Regions from separate parts of the Mus musculus genome. Here region 1 is linked to region 2. Evidence: chromatin contacts called from public Hi-C data. All regions are on one chromosome and are shown on one strand. Each heading gives the region's core, a stretch centred on a gene start, on an enhancer-like site or on the middle of the called end of the contact. The rest is flanking DNA. Distances are from core to core; before and after follow the strand shown. Region 1 has its middle 16 kb from the start of 4930488B22Rik. Region 2 has its middle 6.2 kb from the start of Gm23349.

Evidence for each region. A called contact is a pair of places that touch in the nucleus more often than the background predicts.
Region 1: a contact with region 2 is called in a Hi-C map of bone marrow-derived macrophages, with 29 read pairs. The contact joins two enhancer-like sites. A contact is called at or near these places in 14 of 39 promoter capture datasets (the 3T3-L1 cell line, 3T3-L1-derived adipocytes, the C10 cell line and 9 more), 3 of 484 Hi-C or Micro-C datasets (the HPC-7 cell line, bone marrow-derived macrophages and embryonic stem cells), 1 of 115 datasets of contacts at active chromatin or transcription factors (CD8 T cells) and 1 of 9 other capture datasets (embryonic stem cells).

The regions. Positions count from the first base shown.
Region 1 is chr1:184,694,006-184,698,306 of GRCm38.p6, forward strand. No RefSeq gene overlaps it. Among named protein-coding and RNA genes, the nearest start is that of 4930488B22Rik, 16 kb to the right of the region's middle. Within about 2 kb of position 1,651, at least 15 of the 459 cell types and tissues checked have an H3K27ac peak or open chromatin away from gene starts, as enhancers often do. A contact at or near this core is called in bone marrow-derived macrophages, where this site is marked.
Region 2 is chr1:184,571,936-184,576,037 of GRCm38.p6, forward strand. No RefSeq gene overlaps it. Among named protein-coding and RNA genes, the nearest start is that of Gm23349, 6.2 kb to the right of the region's middle. Within about 2 kb of position 1,581, at least 20 of the 459 cell types and tissues checked have an H3K27ac peak or open chromatin away from gene starts, as enhancers often do. A contact at or near this core is called in bone marrow-derived macrophages, where this site is marked.

The sequences.
Region 1 (4,301 bases), core at 401-2,900, 120 kb after region 2:
TCACTGATCAGGAAGGAGATAGTTCAGTCAACAAAGTGTTTGCCGTGCAAGTGTAAAGATATGAGTTTAATCCTCAGAACTCCCCTTAAGAAGGTGGGGCATGCCGGGCGTGGTGATGCACACCTTTAATCCCAGCACTCGGGAGGCAGAGGCAGGTGGATTTCTGAGTTCGAGGCCAGTCTGGTCTACAAAGTGAGTTCCAGGATAGCCAGGGCTATACAGAGGAACCCTGTCTCGAAAAACCAAAAAAAGAAAAAAGGAAAAAGGTGGAGCATGAAAGCTCACAACTGTAATCCCAGCACTGGGGAGGAACCCTGGCCAGCCAGACTAACCAAATTCACAAGTTCCGGGTCAGCAAAAGACCCAGGCTCAAAAACAGAAAGCAGCGGGTCTGGGGGGGGGGGGAGGGTGCAGAGAGATAGACAGACAGACATGCAGAAACACAGATATACAGACAGACATGCAAAAACACACAGTCACACACATACAAACACAGACAGATATACACATAAATAGAAACACAGAGATACACACACAAACACACACAGATATACACACATCCAGATACATACATGCAAACACATATATATAGATACACACAAACACAGAGATGCACACACATATAGACACAGACACACACAGATATACACAGCTACACACATACACACATATGCACACATACATATACACAAACAGACACAAACACACAGACAAACACACAGACAGAAATAAACACAGAGAGATACAAGCACACAGATATGCACACAGATACAAACACACAGATATACACACATATAGATTCAAACACTCACAAATACATACACATACAGATGCACACACAGACACACACAGATACAAACACAGAGATAAACACAAAGATACACTCAAATAGACACAAACACACACAGATACACACACACATAAATTAATTAAATTTAAAAGTTACAGATTCCCTCCTTTCGGCCACTGCAGCCATCTTCCAGTAACCTGCCAAAATCATGAACACAAAGGGAGAGGAGAGGAACCCTAGGCCTTTTAGGAAACATGGCATTGTTCCTTTGGCCACACACATGCAAATCTACAAGAAGGATGGTATTGTAGACATCAAGGGAATGGCACTGTTTAAAAAGGAATGCCCCATAAGTGCTACCACGGCAAAACCAGAAGAGTCTACAATGTCACCCAGCATGCCGTGGGCATCATTGCAAACAAGCAGGTTAAGGACAAAATTCTGGCCAAGAGGATCAATGTGCGGATTGAGCACATCAAGCACTCAAAGAGCAGAGACAGCTTCCTGAAGCGGGTGAAGGAGAACGATCAGAAGAAAAAGGGAGCCAAAGAGAAGGGCACCTGGGTGCAGCTGAAGCACCAGCCTGTGCCACCCAGAGAAGCACACTTTGTGAGGACTAACGGAAAAGAGCCGGAGCTGTTGGAGCCCATTCCATAGGAATTCATGGACTAATGTACAAAAATGAAATAAAGGACCAGGACTGCAGAGTGTATTCCTTAAAAAAAAAAAAAAAAAAAAAAAATTACAGATTCCCTTTCCATATTCACAAAACCAGAATTTTGCTCAGAGTGAGTCAGAGATGCCTCAGTCTCTGGAAATGGTCCCAATCTCTGATCTAAGGATAGGTATGTGACTCATTTCTGACCTAAGAGATGAAAGAGGATGTAAGGCAGACTCCCCGAGGGAAGACTCTCTTGCCCTTCGCTGCCCACTGCCCCTTGCTTTTATGTGTATCTGTATGTGTGTGTGTATCTGTGTATGTATATAGGTCTATGTGTATATGTATGTGTATGTGTGTGTTTGTATGTGTGTGGGTTTGTATCTATATGTGTATATATGTGTGTGTATCTGAAGATGTGATCATTGAAGCATGTCCAGCTTTTTTGCAATAATGAAGGAGAATGACAAGAACAAACAGCAAAGACAGAGAGCCTTGTAGTCTAAGGGCTGAGAGCCTTGTACTCTTTAAGCTTCTGCACTAATATCTGTAACTGGCAATCAACATCCTCATAGGTCAAAACAGTTACACAATTTTTTGCTGAAGCTCAGATCATTCCAGCTAATACGCTTCCCCAGATGATGAGAAACCCAAAGGAAGACACTACACCTCATTTATCTATGAGTCCTTTTGGGGGTCTGGTCCAGAAGAGGCCCCTGAAGAAATATTTGCCAAGGAACTGAGTATATATATATATATATATATATATATATATATATATATATATATATATATATATATACATATCCATAGCAAAAGACTTGCTTATCACACAAAGAGCCTGGATTCAGTCCCTGTCCCAAAAATAAGTTATTTCTAGAGTAAACAAAGGGAGAAAAGACTATACTCCTAACAGATAGAACTCAGTGCAAAGTTCTCAAAAGGGGAGTAAATATGAGAGTTTGTACTTGTTCATATCTTATTTGCCAAGGCGTCCTACATTCCTATTGTCTTTTTTCTGTCTTGTGTGTTATAAAACTTGCTGACAACAATATTTTTCATAAAGTTGGATCAATCAGTATTACATGCCAGCAATGAAGATATCTTCCTGATTACAGAAAAAAAAATCACTTAAAAGTGACATCTGCAATCGATGAAGGGGAGAAATGATAAAACATTCGGATAATTATTTGAATCAATTAAATACAAGTTCTGGTCTTTTAGGGCCCAGATGAATTGGCGTGCACCTATATAATGAAATAAATGATTGTTTAAATGTAAAGATGGGCTAGGGAGAAGGCTCAGCAAAGTTAAGAATACTTACTACTCTGGAAGAGGACCAGGATTTCATTCCCAGACTCACATGGAGGCTTACAACTGCCTATAACCAGTTCCATGGGATGAGATGCCCTCCTCTGACCTCCACAGGCACCAGGCATGCACATGGTACACAAACAAACATGCAGACAAAAAAAAAAAAATCTTATGCACCCACACACATAAAACAAATTAGGGGGGCTGGAGAGACAGCTCAGCAGTTAAGAGCACTGACTGCTCTTTCAGAGGTCCTGAGTTCAATTCCCAGCAACCACATGGTGGCTCACAACCAGCTGTGATGGGATCTGATGCCCTCTTCTGGTTGTCTGAAGACAGCGTACAATGCACTCACATATAATAAAATAAATAAACTTATTTAAAAAGTAAGAAAGAGGAGGGGAGGGGAGGGGAGGGAAGGGGAGGGGAGGGGAGGGGAGGGGAGGGGAGGGGAGGGGAGGGGAGGGGAGGGGAGGGGAGGGGAGGAGAGGAGAGGAGAGGAGAGGAGAGGAGAGGAGAGGAGAGGAGAGGAGAGGAGAGGAGAGGAGAGGAGAGGAGAGGAGAGGAGAGGAGAGGAGAGGAGAGGAGAGGAGAGGAGGAGAGAGAAGGCCTCAGGAAGATGCAACCCAGAAAGCCAAAAAAAAGAAAAAAAAAAAGATATAAAATGAAATCTTAAAAAAAAAAAACACTGAAATAAGTTTTTAAAAGAAACAAATCTATTCGTGGATTGAAGGGCTTAGTGCTGCAATCAATAGTCATCCACAGACAAACAGCATCTCTACCCAAACTTAGTCCGTTTTAACGAGAATAGGGAAATGGACCCTGAAATCCATGAGGAACCACAAATGAACTCCAACAACCAAAATAGTCTCAAGACAGTGCAAAGCTGGGGCCGCCACATGTCCTGGTTTCAAAGCACACTACAAACACACGATGATTAAAACAGTATGGTCTGGGAGTCAAGAGACAGAAGACTGAATGGAGCCTAATGGCACACTCACGTGCAACAACCACACGCAACGCTGCACGGTAAGGAAGATCTTTGCCCTCTAGGATGAGACGATAGCCAATGGCTGAGAGCTTCTCCCTCCAGGACGAGACAATAGCCAATGGCCGAGAGCTTCTCCCTCCAGGATGAGACGATAGCCAATGGCTGAGAGCTTCTCCCTCCAGGACGAGACAATAGCCAATGGCCGAGAGCTTCTCCCTCCAGGATGAGACGATAGCCAATGGCTGCTTACTGAACATCCTGTGAAGGGTGAGGCCACATCACCCCACTAGCTCCTGACTCTAGACCTCAGTGACCCACCCCCACTCTGCTAACCCTTTGGAGCTCTGTTTCCCTCTCTGGATTGTTCTGTTTTATTGGAGATTGTAGTTCAGGTATCAGGGAAGGAACTACACGCACATTGCAGCCAAATCATCAAGTTCAGTACCTGCATGTTAGGCATCTCTTTCTGCCCATCCTACTGGAATACAGTTTCTCTAAGTGTCTGGTCCTTACTTTGAATTGAGCCACTAATACATTGGAGTACTTAA
Region 2 (4,102 bases), core at 331-2,830:
AAATGTTCATGACATACAGTTGTGAGGACAAAGAAATCATAAGCCGAAATGTACATTGTGATTTTTGTCATGTAAAAACTACACATGAAAAACTCACAAAATAACCAAACATAGAAAAATAGATGAATGAATGGATGGACAGATATACAGATTATCATAAATGAATGTAAAAGTGGATTTTAATTGTGCATTTCTGTATTTTAAAACCACCTATACACATGCAATACCTTTGCAATGTCAATGATATATTATACTTCCATATATTATACTAATATTACACTTCCATAACTCTTTTGCAGATGCACGTGGCTATCACATGTGCTATAGACATTGCTATCTCAGTTTTCTTTCAAAGTGCCCGAAGTTGGAGAGATGGCTTAGTCAGTGAAGAACCCGCTGTATAGCCATGAGGATCCAAGTTCAGATCCCTAGCATCCACATAGAATCTGGATGTAATGCTAAGTACCCACAGCCCCAGAGCTGATGACCAAGATAGGAGATACTGGGTGCTCAATGGTCAACCAGTTTTGCCAAAGTTGTGAGTTCCACATTCAATAAGAGATCTTAAATATTAATAGAAAAAGCAAGAAAGGAAAATATCTGACCTTTAGCTTACACACATACACACAGAGAGAGGGGGAGGGCAATGGTGCAGGTATATGCCCACACATACATGCAATGCACACACACACACACACACACACACACACACACACACATCTTGAGTTTATTTCATAATTGTCCAATTTTCCTTTAAGAAGGAAAAAAAATGTTGCCTCCTGCTCTCAACCCTTGTTATGTCCATCACTCTACAACTTGGCCCCAAACCAGTTCTTTCTATAACTTCATCCTAACTCTTCTGTGGCAGAGACCTGCACTTAATGGACACGTCCCTGATCCCCTCTCCTGGCTGACTTTATCTGTGCCAGCGCAGGCAGAATGATGGGAAACCAAGGACGACCTAGAAGGCTTTGCCGAGTGAGGGGAATGAACAACACACTCATCGGAATCAGGATCTCTTATGATCTAAACATTTTTATTAGAGGAGGGCTCCTGATGAGAGCAGAGCATCTTCCCAAGAGCCCCAAACAGTTCACCATTTTGCTCAAGTGATTGTAGCAATCAAGGAAGCTCATTGGAATCTCGGCTACCCAAGCAAACATGGGCCATCTAGGTTCACCAAAGCAATGTTCCATGGATCCATCATCTTCTGACAATGACCTTCTTACACGTTGTCACCAACCCCACCCAACCCCTGTCTGTGTGCATCAACTTTCTGTATAGACAAGCTCTGTGGGCACTTCCTGCCTAAAAGACAAGTACTGACACTTGTTCTTCAAGCAGAGAGTTGTGGTGCTGAAGATGGGACTCGGGATTCTACGAGTACTTCGCAGATGCTCTAAGATGGAGCCGCATGCATCCCCAGCCCTCTCAAGGTTGGGAAAGAGACAGGACAACGATGTAGCACCTTCCATATGTCACTGGGTAGGTGGGTGGTTTGCTCATAACTCTTCTCCTCTCAGCAACTCACTGAAGCTAACCAGAAACCAAGTAACAGCAGGAAGCCACAGATAACTGCCAGCTGACTTTCGTCTCAGACTTCCACTTTAAATTGGCAAAACTTATGTTTGTGTTTGACAGCCCAGTGGTGGCTCAGCAATTCGAGACACAGAATCTCTTTCATTTCCACATTGCCTGGTTTCCCAGAAACCACGCTCAGATCTCTGAGCCACAACAAAGAGATGCACACTTAGCAAATCAACCCCCTTTGCTTCTTCCACGGGAGCATATGCATTTTCAATTTGGCATTTCCAAAATGTCTGCACCTAAGGAAACAGAGACACTTTTTAAAAGGCTGTTTGCTTTCAGCTGAAAATAGTTACCTCTTAAAAATATCTTTGTTCATGGACACGAGAAGTGAGCAAGAAAACCACAGCCTTCATCTCATAAGAGCTGCAACACTCACCATCTGAGATTAACAAGATGTACAACAAAGAACCATGCCAAGAAACTTGAATTGAGTGGGTCTGAGACCCTGGCACGCAGGCACCCACCTGAGAGGGTAAGTGTCTCCCTGATCCCTGCCAGATTCCTGGCCCAGAACACGTGGCCACACTACCCATGTCGCTCAAGTAGCCCAGAACAGAATTCTACATGCTAACAAGGCATCTAGATGCCCTGGAGGTTTAACCAATAAGCTTCCCTTCCCAGACATTCCTTCCTGCAAAAGGTATTTAATCTCTGGTCCACCCTGAGAAGGTGGTATGCACCCCTTTTCCACAATGAACAAGCAATAAACTGTTTGGAACCAAGGACTGTCTCTTCCATCAAGGACCACTGTGGGGAACATGGAAAATACCTTTGCCTACAGAGCCACAGCCTACAGAAGGCCCCTTTGTGCTCCCAGACAACCACTGCTAAGCTAAGGACAATAGCAAATGAGCTAACTCAGCATTCCCCATTCCCCTGGCCCTGGGCTCATCATCATCCTCAGCCCTCAGGACTCCAACTCCATTCCCAGCTCCCTGAGACCCAATGGCGTCAAGATGTCCAGGAGTTTGGGAGCCCTAGGCCCTGGCCTCGGCGCTAACCCATGGACCTCCGGCCCTCTGTTCCTGACTCCACTGTGCAGTTTTCCAGAGGTGACTGGATTCCCGGGAGTCAGGGAACCCAGCTTCGGTGTCCCTCCCTGAGCAGTGTATCAGCGCTTCGATTGAGCCCAGCACCTGACAGCACGCAGGCTAGCCCACAGCAGGGCAAAATGCAGACCCACAACATGACTTACAGGAAATACTACATGCTCAGCAAACGTTAGTGGAGATGGGGTAAGAAAGGAAGGGAAGAGGGCAGAGGGAAAGGGAGGAATGCTTACATACATAGAAAATTCCACACTAATAAGTAAGAAACTATTGGCTGTTGACAGATAAGTAACTGAGACATTGACCTAACAAATTAGAAAAGCAGGGCCTTGCTCTGTGTGTTTCTCTAAAGTCATCTGTAAGCTTACTATGGAAATATATTCCTTCCATTAAACAGAGTTTAAGAGACTTGGGGAGATGGCTAAGTGCATGAAGCCCTTGCAGTGGATATATAAATCTTGTCAGCTCAAATAGTAGACATGATCCCATTTTACATATCAAATGCTAGTATTAAAAAATGGCGAATAGCCGTTATTTTAAGCACCCCCTCCATACAGTGTTTTGTTTTGTTTTGTTTTGTTTTGTTTTGTTAAGATTTATTTATTTTCATGTGTATTGATGTTCTGCCTGCATGGCTGTGTGAGGGCATAGTTCCTCTGGAACTGAGGTTACACACAGTTGTGAGTTGTCTTGTGGATGCTGGTAATCAAACTTGGGTCTTCTGGAAGAGAGGCCAGTGCTCTTAATTACTGAGTCATCTCTCCAGCCCCTGGGTGGTTGTTTCTGAGTGTGGTAATATGAGTGCTCTTGTTTAAGGGTCTAGGGGGGCATTTGTTTGTTTGCTTATTCTAATTTTTTTAATGTTCCAATTCTGATAGACATGAGTAAATGTTTTATTGAAGGGAGGTAGATAGCCACAGACATATATGCATATTTAAGCTATTTTGTAATGGTACTTTGTATGGAGTGATGTGTCAAAGACTTCTTCCTCTGGGTTCCCACAGAAATATCATGTTCTTCAGGTGCCATTCTCAGCAGGCCTTGATGCTAAGAAAAAGATAACCCTGGTGGCCCCGAGGTTCTCACACAATTTAAATGAGAGTTTTGTCTCCTACTAAGTAATTGAAACCCCAGAGAATCAAACTTCAGAAATAACCTAGTCATGGGAAAGTTCGAACGTTGTAATACTGTGCATTCACATCAAGATTTTAGTCATAGGAGCTGGAGCGATGGTCTGTTGGTTATGAGCACTGACTGCTCTTCCAGAGGACCCGAGTTCAGTTCTCAGCACTCATATCTGACAGCTCACAGCCACCTCTAATTCCAACTCCAAGAGATCTAACACTCTCAACTCCAAGAGATCTAACACTCTCTTCTGGCCTCCACAGACACCTGGATACGTGTGGCACACACACACACACACACACACACACACACAAATAAAAGTAAATATTAATCTTCAA